2 separate regions of the Mus musculus genome follow, and region 1 is linked to region 2. Evidence: chromatin contacts called from public promoter capture Hi-C data. All regions are on one chromosome and are shown on one strand. The core of a region is the stretch at or near the end of the contact, and the rest is flanking DNA. Distances in the headings are between cores, read along the strand shown.

Region 1 (5,760 bases), core at 590-3,089, 990 kb before region 2:
AGGCTGGCACAAGGTACATGCTCAGTAATCCTTTCTCCCAAACGTGTGATGTCTCATTCCAATTTAGGTTCTAGCAGTTTCATCCATAGGCCTAGAAGATGAGCTAGTTTCTTGTTCCTGTGTCTAAACACCAGACAAGAAGCAGCTTCAGGGAGGAAGGATTAATTTTAGCTCACGGCTTGAGGAGTATAATTCCATCATGGCAAGAATACCATGCTATGTTGTTGGATCCATCACATCATATTTGACCAAGAAACAAGGAACACTAATAAGGACAGACCAATGAACTCTGTGCTCTGCTTTCCAGTGATTCACTTCCTCCAGCAAGATCAGTGCTTGCAAATATCACAGGGAATTGGATGTGGGAGTTTGTCTGTAAATTGCTCAGAAATGGCACAAAATTGTGCTGTCAAGGAACCAAAGAATTACAGTGTTTGGGACTTTGACACAACTGTAATAAAAGCGTTCTTATTGAGTAGTAACTTTTAGGTACAATTTAAAAAGTCATAATAAATAAGTTTTGAGGATTCATATTAGTTACAAAAGAAGACAAACATGTAGTATGTGCGTATGCACACACAGACTTACATAAACGTGCATGCACATATATACATATGTATGAGAACATGCACACACACACACACACACACACACACACACACACACTGGATAGCCCTGGTACTATTCACATTTTGATACTAATTCCGCTTCCCCAGGAGGGGCTGCCTGGGATGAGGAGTGAATCACTACTCCGGTGACTTCTTGTGAGCCTTCCCCTAATGAATAAAGATTTCAAGGAACCAGTCACTGGGCATGTAGGTGGGATTTCTGGATCAGAGAAAGGGATGGCAGAAGAGGAGAGGGTCTTGGTTTGGGGGACAGCAGAGGAGCATGGAGGCCAAAATGTAGAAAGCAGAGCCTCTCAGGTCAGGTGGAAAATATGTTGGGATCTGCTACCTGAGAATTAACTTAGAATGGCTTACAAATTAGAATGCTAGTTGCTGCACCCAACAATTGTGTTAACTGTTGGTTCTAAACTAAGTTTGGGTGGTGTTTTCCTTCATGTGGTGCTCAACTGGGTTCCAGAGAGAAAGGTACAGAGGCAAAGCGTGGGTTTGTAAGAAGTGTACTCCCAAAATCTTGGGAACCTGGAAGTATGGGGCTGGTGTGGTAACAACCAGCCATGGGAACTTAGTGAGCCAGTTGGACAGATTTAGGACCTCCAGATCAGCGAGTCTGCCAAGATGAGAACAGGCAGGTCTGCCCACCAATGCAATGCAGGTGGTAGCATGAATTGCTTTTTAATATTCCATGCTACACGCTACACACACACACACACACACACACACACACACACACACACACACACCATGTTCCCATGTTCCCATGTTCCCTATCCAGGAAAACCATTTTCATTGTTAAGTGTTTTTAAACAGGTGTGGCAGAAAATTGAACACAGGTATAGGCTTATTTTGTTTTGATTTTTAGACATGGTCTCATGTAGCCCAGAGAATCTTACCATGTAGCCAAGGTGGACCTTAAGTTCCAGACCTTTCTCTAACTGCCAAGTGCTGATCTAACAGAAGTTTGCTACCACACAAGGCTCTAAAGCAAGTTGGACCAGGCAGTATCAATTATTTTGAGTACCTAGATGGTGGTTACAGCACACTCTAAATGATTTTCTTCTATATTCTAGGGTAGGAAGTCCCTGGTGAAACGAGATGCTGCAACTCACTTTGTCAGGGAACAACAGGAGCACAGGGAACAGCTTAAACATACCCTAGGCCATCTGAGGCCCATTACCGAGCAGACAGGAGGGGCATTCACACCAGCACAAGAGTTACCCTCCCCCTACCCAAGAAAGCTATCCAGAAAACAAGCTCCAAGGAAATGAGCAGGCTGTTCAGCATTATCAGCAATTGTTAGCCTCAGCAATGCAATTTAATCACCCAAAAAGTTGATATTAGGACTCTAAATGATCCAAGTTATCAGTTAACATACTTTTTATCATTGACACTTAAAAAAATAAGTCAGAAAATAATATGGCTTCAAGTGGAGAAATAAATATGCACTTCTGAGGGGCTCTGCTCTATCTGCGGCTTTCCTCCAGCTTTGGCTCTAACGACAGTCTCTCCCCGAGTTTTCTAATGAGCTCTGCTAGGTCTTCTGTGTTCTGTGATTTCTCTTCAAGGAGTTCATAACGGAGACTTGAGATGTCTTGCTTAATTTCCTTCAATTCCCCTGTGAAGAGGAAGAATAAAAAGAAGTTAACTATAAATAACAGATGAAGTTTTCTATGAATATGAAGTGTGAACCAATGATTCCAGGTTAGAATAAAGACAATCCTGACCATATTCAGAATCTTTTCAAAGGAAAAGCTTCCCAATCAGAAAAAAACCTTTCTATTTTACTCAGGGAAGAAAATTAATTACAGCAAAATTTTAGTTATCTGGAGACTTGGAGAGTTGTGGTAGCACAGCTCGCCTTTCCCAGACACCTCCAACAAGACCCCATAAAAATTACAATGTTTCATCTAGACCATGCAGTCTCTGGACAAAGAGCTTCTGCCCTACCGTTTTGTACCTTTGATGGATGTGATCACAGCAAATATTGATTATTACTTGACAAGATCTAGGATCTTTTGGAGACTGACTAGCATCTGGACTAGTAAGGGATTTATGTCTAAGTGCCATGGGAAGATTCATCTAACCTGTGGGCTGCGCCAGACTCTTGGCAAGAGTTCTAATGGGACAAAAGAGAGCGTGAGCCCAACACAGCCACTCATTTTGTTCTGCAGACATAGTATAAGAGCTGCCTCCCGTCCCTCCCATCAGCACAGTGGGCTGTCCACTTTCACTCTACTTCTCCAACATGGTGGACTGTCCCCTTAAACAGTGAAACAGAATAAATCCTCTTTTCCTTTCATTGCTTTGTAGGGCAGGCTGCTTCAGCAGTGGGAAAAGCTACTAACACAGTCAGAGAGAGCTTATTCTCTATGGCTTCCTGAGGCTCATCTACTGCATGCCCAGCTCTCCCTCTCTCTCTCTTACCGCCACATCTGCACACAGCCTTAACTCATACTGGAAAGCTTTTTCCTTATGGTCAACTCACCTTCATTCACCTCATCGCTCTCCTTATCAATCTGGGCCTGCAATACATATCTTTTAATGAGTCTCTTCATGATTTTCTAGACAAGACAAGGAGAAATCCACCTCAGCATTATGTTCATGCAAATATCTCATTTAGAATAGGGTTCTGGTCTACCTGCCTTTGGAAGTGATGGCTACCAAAGCACAGGTAATATTTAGCTCAAAAGGAGTATATGTCTCCATAATTTAGTTTTCTTATGAAAGCAATTCTCACATTATTTGAGCTAATGACTCAAAAGTTAATTCTCAAAAAAAAGGAAGATCATAGAGCAAACATTTAATTCTTTGTGCTCCTTCTTGTATTATTTGAAAGTAAAGCACAAACTTCCTGTCAGATAATTTATGCAGAACTCTTTGAGGAAGGATGGAGATAAAAAATGTCCAGTTCCCAATCCTACCAGGAATTGTAGAGACTGTTGATTGGTATAGTTGCTTTAAGAACCACCAGTTTCAATGAAATAAAGGTTCACTAGTGCCTTGGCTTGTGCATAACTATAAATATATATTAAATGTAAACTAATATGCAACAATTGTACAGAACATTCTTATATTACTACACCAAAACTTACTACATAAAATCCAAATTAAAAGGTAATTAATACAGTTCGGTGCTGAAAAAATTCACATGAGGATGTAGTTTGGTTTATAGATGCAATGTTTTAACATTGTAAAAACATAAAAATATGTTTTAATAGTATTGCTTACAAAAGGAAATATTAAGAGTCCACCAATAGTGAGGTTTTTCTTACAAAATTTTCATTTACTTATATAAAAGAATAAATCCATTAATAGTCACAGGAATATATGTCAGAGTGAAAGCACCCACTATAGAACAATTACACAACTTACTACTAACTCATGTGTATAACAGGACACATATGTTACAGAACATTAGCATTTATAAAGTTGTACATATGTGTACATATATACAAGCAGCAGATAGACTATTCACAAGTCTAACCTGTGGACCATCTTTATTTCACAGTGGGAGAATGTGAGGTAAATTTTGCTTTGGTTTTATTTTAAAATCTGTAAGGTTTTTATTTAAAATCGTGTATATGTATGTATATCTGTGTACACATATATATGCACATGAGTGTAGGTGCCCTTGAAGGTCAAAAGAGGTCAGATGTCCTGGAGCTGAAGTTATAGGTCATTTTAAACTGCCATGTGGATAATAGGAACTGAACTTGAGTCCTCCGTAAGAGCAGTTTGTGCTCCTAAGTTGAGTCACTTCTCTAGCCCCTCTGTCTTGTTTCATAAGGTTGGCCTTCCACAAAGAACCTAGGCTCTAAGCTATGTCATTGTCTATTTACATATTCTCCACTTGGAAAGTACCAGGCACATGACAGTTACTCCATAAGCACATGTTAAATGGATGAAACCTTTGATGTTGAAAAATATCTTGATACTTCATTTTAATTTAACAAAGTTCAGAGCTTGAAAACCTGAACTTAACCAACAGCTAGCTTTACATCTTTAAGTACTTTGTGCTTACCTGATATTGTCTTGGAGGGTTACTGAAACTATTTAAATGATAATCTTCTGAGCTCCTTGTACTTGATTGTTTGTTGTGTGCCAACTAAAAAGAGAATTAGAAATTCTAATTTAATTTGTATTGTCAACTAATGTGTGTGAGATTATTAGTTACTCATGTGAGCTAATGTCTGGTGCTGTTTGTCTTAATTTCATAGTACTGTTATATAAGATATAAGAATTGGTCCTGCTGGAGTCTTCAATTTCTGCTGCTACTGGAGATTGTGTGTGGAGCCCCTCAGACTTTGTGACTCTCACAATGTTCCCCTAAGAGTCATTTTTTAGCCTTGCAAGAGGTAGGTGTTTGGTACAAGAGGAAACAAACGTGCTGGGAACTTTGTGGTGATGCGAACATATCCTGTGTCTGATTGACAAACCTGCACCTGCCTGAGATGCTCACCAGAACACCAGGAGCCTCACCAAACAGAACTCAGATGCCATGGAAACTCTAATGAGCCCCTTTCAACTAGGAGCTCTGGACAGTGTCCCCTTCAGTTGTACTCCTCACAAAACTCCCATTGTGGTAGCACTTTTAAAGAAAGAAAATGAAGTTTGGCAACACATAACAAAATGTAGTAATGCTAAAAGCCTAACTGAGAACTCTTCGATGCATTTTTTTCTAGGAGGAAAAAATGATATTTTTCTCAAAGAAAAAATGATTTTGTTTTACTAATAAACATGAGGTCTTGAGAAAAACAGAATACTTCTCAATCTGTATATCATGGGAATAAGCCATCTTCCAATGAAATAAAACTCCAACAGTCAGAAAAGTCATTCATGCTTTAGATTCCCTAATAACATTTTAACATCATGCCTGGTTCCTAAGCCCTACATGTTGATAGCAGCCCCCTACCCCATTCAACAACCCCAAATTCCCCTAATCAAATGCATCCCCGTGGAGGGTCAATGAAAAAATCACTTCAACTAATAGTTCATAAGCAAGCAGGTATTAACTAATACCAATCCTTTTCTGGCTAGTTCTGCTTTGAAGACATAAATATGTTATTTTAGGACATAATATTATCATTTTCCAATACATCACATCAACACAACTAATAGTTATGTGAAAATTGAA
Region 2 (5,440 bases), core at 1,122-3,621:
ACATATACATACAAACATAAACACATGTACACATATAAACACACATACATACACATATACATACATATACACAAACATGCATACAGCCACATATACACAAAACCACACATACATACACACTTATACACACATACATACAGAGAGACAGACAGACACACACACACACACACACACACACACACATAGAGAGAGAGAGAGAGAGAGAGAGTTTGTTAGACATAGTTAGACCCTATGGGGCGATGTGAGGTTCACTAGCCATACGAGAGCTGCTGCCATCTGGTTATTATTAATTCCATATGGAGAAGAAGTCAGGTGATTGTTAGTTTAAGTAGTCTGACTTAACAGTCCAGGAAGAGACCACATATCATACCATCCACAGGCTTCTTTGTTCAGGTTCACACACTGAGTCCGCAGCAGACCTGGTCTGGAGATACCTTATCTGTAGTCCCTTTTTCCTTTTTCCTCTTTCTCCCCATAGCCCATTTAGGAGGTGTCAGAATAAAACAGAACCCCAGATCTCCCCAAGCATAACTGGATCCCCAAGTATCCTGGGGTCTGGTAATGGGATGGGAGATCTTCAACCAGAATATGAAGAGGCAAGACAATTGACAACAGCAATTCACGCAGGCATTAAAGACCCTTCCTAGGGGCAGGCACACATTTACTGTCTCTGCCTCCCAAGTGCTGGGATTAAAGGTACACAACCATTGCCCAGCAACACATCTGCTTTATATGAAGACACACAGCTTAGAGAGGTGAAGCTGCAGAAAGAAATTGCCCCAGGTGTCTGTAATCCACTTCCAAGGAAGTTTCCCTAGGAAAAGTATACAGGCTAAAAGTGTGTGCAGTGGGAAGATTATTGAATGGCTTACCATCTGCTCAGTCATTTGCTGTCAGTATTAGAGCACCTGGCAGTGGCTATCTGTCTGAAAACCTCCCATGACTCTTCATTTTACCAAACCAAATTGACTAACACAATGTTCTCTTACCTGTTGCCATGGTGTTTCATTCAATACTACAAATTCTTATTACTCATAATAATCATGAACAAATTCTTTAAAACAAACAAACAAACAAACAAACAACAAACATTGTATCCCTCCTAGAGCTGTGGACTTCAATGAGACACTCTTTGGATGACACGTTTGCATTCTTTTCTACTCCTGGTTTTGATTTGAGATAGAACTTCCTCTGTAGCACAGGCTAGTCTGGAACTCATCATGTAGCTCAGGTTGGGCTCAAATACACAATGACCCTTCTTCTTTTAGACAATCTGTGTGCTAAGCAAAGGGCCTAAAAACCTTTGTAATAGCATCCTGGAGAAAACTGAATCAAAACTCTTAAAAATGCTATTTGGTAAGGTAGAAACCAGCTATAAGTCTGTGATTGACTCTCCTTTATCAATCTTTAAAAAAGTCAAACTGAGTGTGAAGTATAGCTCTATTTTTCTACTGCTTAAAGCTTATCAGTCATTATCCAATTTTACCAAATAACAATTTATCTGAAGAAGCCTGATTTCTGAGTTAGAAAAGCTTATCTTGATTTCTGTCTCTATTTTGGTAGCAAGAATGTGAGTCAAGGCGACTGAGCTCTATTCAGGCTAGCGCTAGTGATCAGATGACACACTCTATACTTCATTCCTATGGTCTGTAACCACTGCACATGTGAGCTTCTATCATCATGTTATGTTCTGCTGGTATAACCCCATGGGCTAGAACATAGATGTGTTTTAGCTTCTATTGCATATGCAAGAATGTTACACCTTCTCTCTGCACTTTCTGACTATAGGTCTCTTCACTGTGAGACTTCATCCTTAGACGTCCAGTTCAGTACAGTTCATGAAAATAATTGCAAGTTGCAATAAACAATAATAACACTTGCATTTCCTGAGCATGGATGAGATCTCAATACTGCATTAAGTATGTTATAATCTCTCCACTTGGTGGTATCATTATTATACTCTCCAGTTTCTGAATTGGAAAATCTAAGGCCAGAAATGAAATGACATGCTAGAGAGCAGATAAAGGAGCTGGCATTCAACGAGAGTTTAGGAAAGCTTGGATGGCTACTCACAGAAAGCATGCAGTGCTTCTCTAACCAGGAACATTCTGCCCAAGAATATTTACTGCCACGCAAGCACCGAAGGACAAATCATTCAAAACCACACGTGGAATATTGGCGGTGAGGCCAGAGAACCCCGAGTGAGAGAAGGATATACCTGAGCCTGTTCCCACTGATGTGCGCTCACATCTCCAGCTTCCTGGGACAGTGGCAGGGCCAGGTGGCCTGGCAGCAGACACACAAAGCAGAACAGGGTGAGCTGCATAGCTGCCATCAACAGGCGATTGTTCTCAGAGCTACTTTGATGTTTCCTGACAGGGGCTGGAGAAATTTATATGGCTTCTCAGCCCTGAATGTGGAAATAGGTGACTCATTTGCACACTTTCTTTCTTTTTTGAATTTAGCAACAATGAGGAAGTATTGTGTTTTTATATTGGCAGGAGGAACACATGGCATTTATCTTTTAGAGGACACCCCCCCCCCACCATGCTGAATCCACAAGAAAACTTTTCTTATTTATTGGATAAAATTACTACTCTTTCAAGTCTTATCAATGACAAAGTTTTGGATCTGTCATTGTATTCTGTATCTTACAAGGATTTTACTAAACATTTATAACATGTGGAACAGAGCATAAGTTACAGCCAGCATCACTGAGCAGGTGCCACAACACCACCAATGCCAAGAAAGAAGATGGCCGCACCAAGCTGATTTAAAGATGAATGTATAGATGAGTCTTGCCTGGGGTCCAGAATTCAGGAGGCTGTGGAGGCAGGAGGACCGCTAGTTTGTGGCCACATAGTGGCTACATAGCCAGATCATGGGCTGCATAGGGGGTATAATGATTAAAAGAGGAAAGGAAAGAGGAATGGAAGGAAGGAAAGAGAAAAGGAAGAAGGAAGGAAGGAGGAGGACCTGGAGCATTGCTGGTGTTTCATAATTCTTTGTAAAGGAGAGAGACAGGCATTGCAGGTGCAGGTGCTGTATAGCGGCTACTGCAGGTCTAGCCTCTAGCCTCCGCTCTCACAGCCTCCTATCTGAGTCACACTGTTGAGCATCCTTTAATCAGGTGGTTTCTTTTCTCACTGGGTAGTGCTATTCCTAATTTTCTTCAATTAAGGACTTCCACCAAATCTTCAGGAAGAGCCCTGCATAACTTACGTGTGTACAATAAATGAGTATTTATAGATGTAACCTGTATCAGGTAACCACAGTGCTATGAGATGTTCATTGATCAGTGTTTCGGAGTAAAATCTTGGATCTTTTCTTATCTCGGATAACAAGACAAGCCACAGGCTGGGAGAAAATATTGCAAAAAACATGCAATGAAAGACTATTCTTAAAACTATATACAGAACCCCTAAACACAAGAACACAAATAATCTGATTTTAAAAAATGCACCAGGGACCCAAACAGACAATTTGCCAGAAGAGACAAATGCTAAGTAAACATAAAATGATGTTCCCCGTTCCACTTACCAGGGAAATGTGAATTTAAATAGCAACAAGCCAATTAAAACCCATCAAAAGTGCTTCAAATCCTGAGCATGCAACAGTAAAGGCAAGATATACTGGGAACAGTCACTTAGGAATACAGTCTGGCATGCCCACAACTAAATCCCTGGCCACCCAAATATACTCTTTCCTAGCCATCGAAGAAATGAAAATTTATGTCCATATAAGAGCTGCAAGTGCATACTTATAACACTTCTATTTACACTGTTTAAAACTTGAGAACAGTCAAGATGTCTTTCGGAGTGGGAATGGCTAGACAGACTATGGTAAGCCATGTAAAGGGATTATTCAGCACTAAAAGTAAGAGAGTGGTGAGAAGGCAAGGAAGAGCCTTAAATGAGTGCTGCTAAGTGAAAGACCAACAGGAAAGGGTTAAAACTTGATTCTGACTAGATGCCATTCAGTCTGAGAAGACAGCAGGCAGATCAGTGGTTAGAGCCACAGGGTGGAGAAAGGGTGGCCTAGAGTTGAACTACAGAGCACAGAGGATTTTTAAGAAACAATAAATTGCTCTGGCATTGTAATGATTAATACATGTCATCACACAGTTGTCTGAAACTTTAGAATGTACAACACCAAGAGTGAGCCCTATGGATGGAGGAAAGAGTGCAAACATGCTATTTGTAGTCGGGCTGGAAAGCTTTCTAGCCTTGGGTGCAGGGAGTTTGGACTTCATCCTTCTGAAAGAAGAAGTGCAGCTGGCTTTGGATTGTGAGAAAATGCTAGTGCTGTACTGAAGATGGATTGTGGCAGGAAAGACAACTCTGCTGAGGACCACGAGAGAGACAAGAAATCATTACTAAGACAGCCAGGGTGAGACGGGGAGAACCAAAGCCTCACTGAGATAAGTAGGACAGAGGAAGGATGCCAGGCATGCCAGGAAACCAGGCTTTAGCTCTCGCCCTGCTGTGCCTTCACAGTAGGAAGGCGGGCAGCAGTGCGAATGGCAGCACAGGATCCAGAGCTGAGAACCAGGACCCAGCTCAGCACGTCTCTCCTTGCTCTGCCCAGATATTCCTTCTCTCCACCTGTCCCACACAAGGACTGCATCACTCTTGAGACCCTGCTGCTGGAGGGAGGACAGCAGGACCTTTGGTTTACAGGAGAGGTTAACAGCTTAGCCCTGAAAAACATCAATTCAGGTACTGTATGAATATGGCTGAAGATCAAGAACATTCTGTTATGAACATGAAAAGAGTCAATATGCAAACAGACACGCCCACTTTCACCTTCAGACTCACCGCTGGGGACATACCTTCCACAGGTGAAGGGATAGGTAAGAGGCTGGTGGCATCCAGTGTGGGAATTTACTTTGCAGTTCCTGACCTCTTAGTGCCTGATCCATCCAAACCACCAAAGACCCAGCTTAATACACCTGGCTCATTTTAGGAAGTGGCTGCTACTCAGGCTTGGCGGCTCCCTGAACCATTCTCAGGAAGGAGGACCTGCTCAGACAGAGACTATATGGCAATTTGCAGGCTAGACTCATTTATGGGTAGTGGATAGAGAGATCAAAACAAAACAAAACAAAAACAAAAACCAAATGAAAAATCAATCCAAGAGAGACACTGCTGAGAAATTTCTTGCCAAATTTAGTGATGTTTCTCTGGAGAACCAAATTTCTCTAGCAAATGTTCTGGGGTATTCCTTAGCCTGTTCTTGGCATTCCCTGAGGAGTTCCTCTGGTATAAAGATCCACTTTCTGAAAAGAAGCCTCCTCAGTCTTCTGAACACACATCACATCCAGCTGCTTAGTGAGTTTGCAAGGAACACAGTTTTAATACAACATACTGCACAGAGACCTTGCAAACTGTCCACCAGGACTAGGATCAGGTGTCATGCTCAGGCAATGCACAGAGGGACA

What was found. Promoter capture Hi-C pulls out the DNA fragments that hold promoters and counts their contacts.
Region 1: a contact with region 2 is called in a promoter capture Hi-C map of second pharyngeal arch cranial neural crest, with 4 times the contacts expected there. The contact joins the enhancer-like site here to the promoter of Mmp7 in region 2. A contact is called at or near these places in 9 of 39 promoter capture datasets (the 3T3-L1 cell line, the C10 cell line, cranial neural crest and 5 more).

The regions. Positions count from the first base shown.
Region 1 is chr9:8,676,895-8,682,654 of GRCm38.p6, reverse strand. It overlaps Trpc6 (transient receptor potential cation channel, subfamily C, member 6), which reads right to left. Exons shown (of 13, transcript NM_013838.2): 11 at 4,648-4,731; 12 at 3,112-3,187; 13 at 1,914-2,241. The coding sequence ends at 2,090. The region is part of intron 4 of Gm32014 (predicted gene, 32014); the gene reads left to right. Among named protein-coding and RNA genes, the nearest start is that of Gm32014, 61 kb to the left of the region's middle. Within about 2 kb of position 1,839, at least 2 of the 459 cell types and tissues checked have an H3K27ac peak or open chromatin away from gene starts, as enhancers often do. A contact at or near this core is called in second pharyngeal arch cranial neural crest, where this site is marked.
Region 2 is chr9:7,689,021-7,694,460 of GRCm38.p6, reverse strand. It overlaps Mmp7 (matrix metallopeptidase 7), which reads right to left and starts at 2,371. Exons shown (of 6, transcript NM_010810.5): 1 at 2,219-2,371. The coding sequence starts at 2,335. The region is part of intron 1 of AV064505 (expressed sequence AV064505); the gene reads left to right. It also overlaps the pseudogene Gm19212.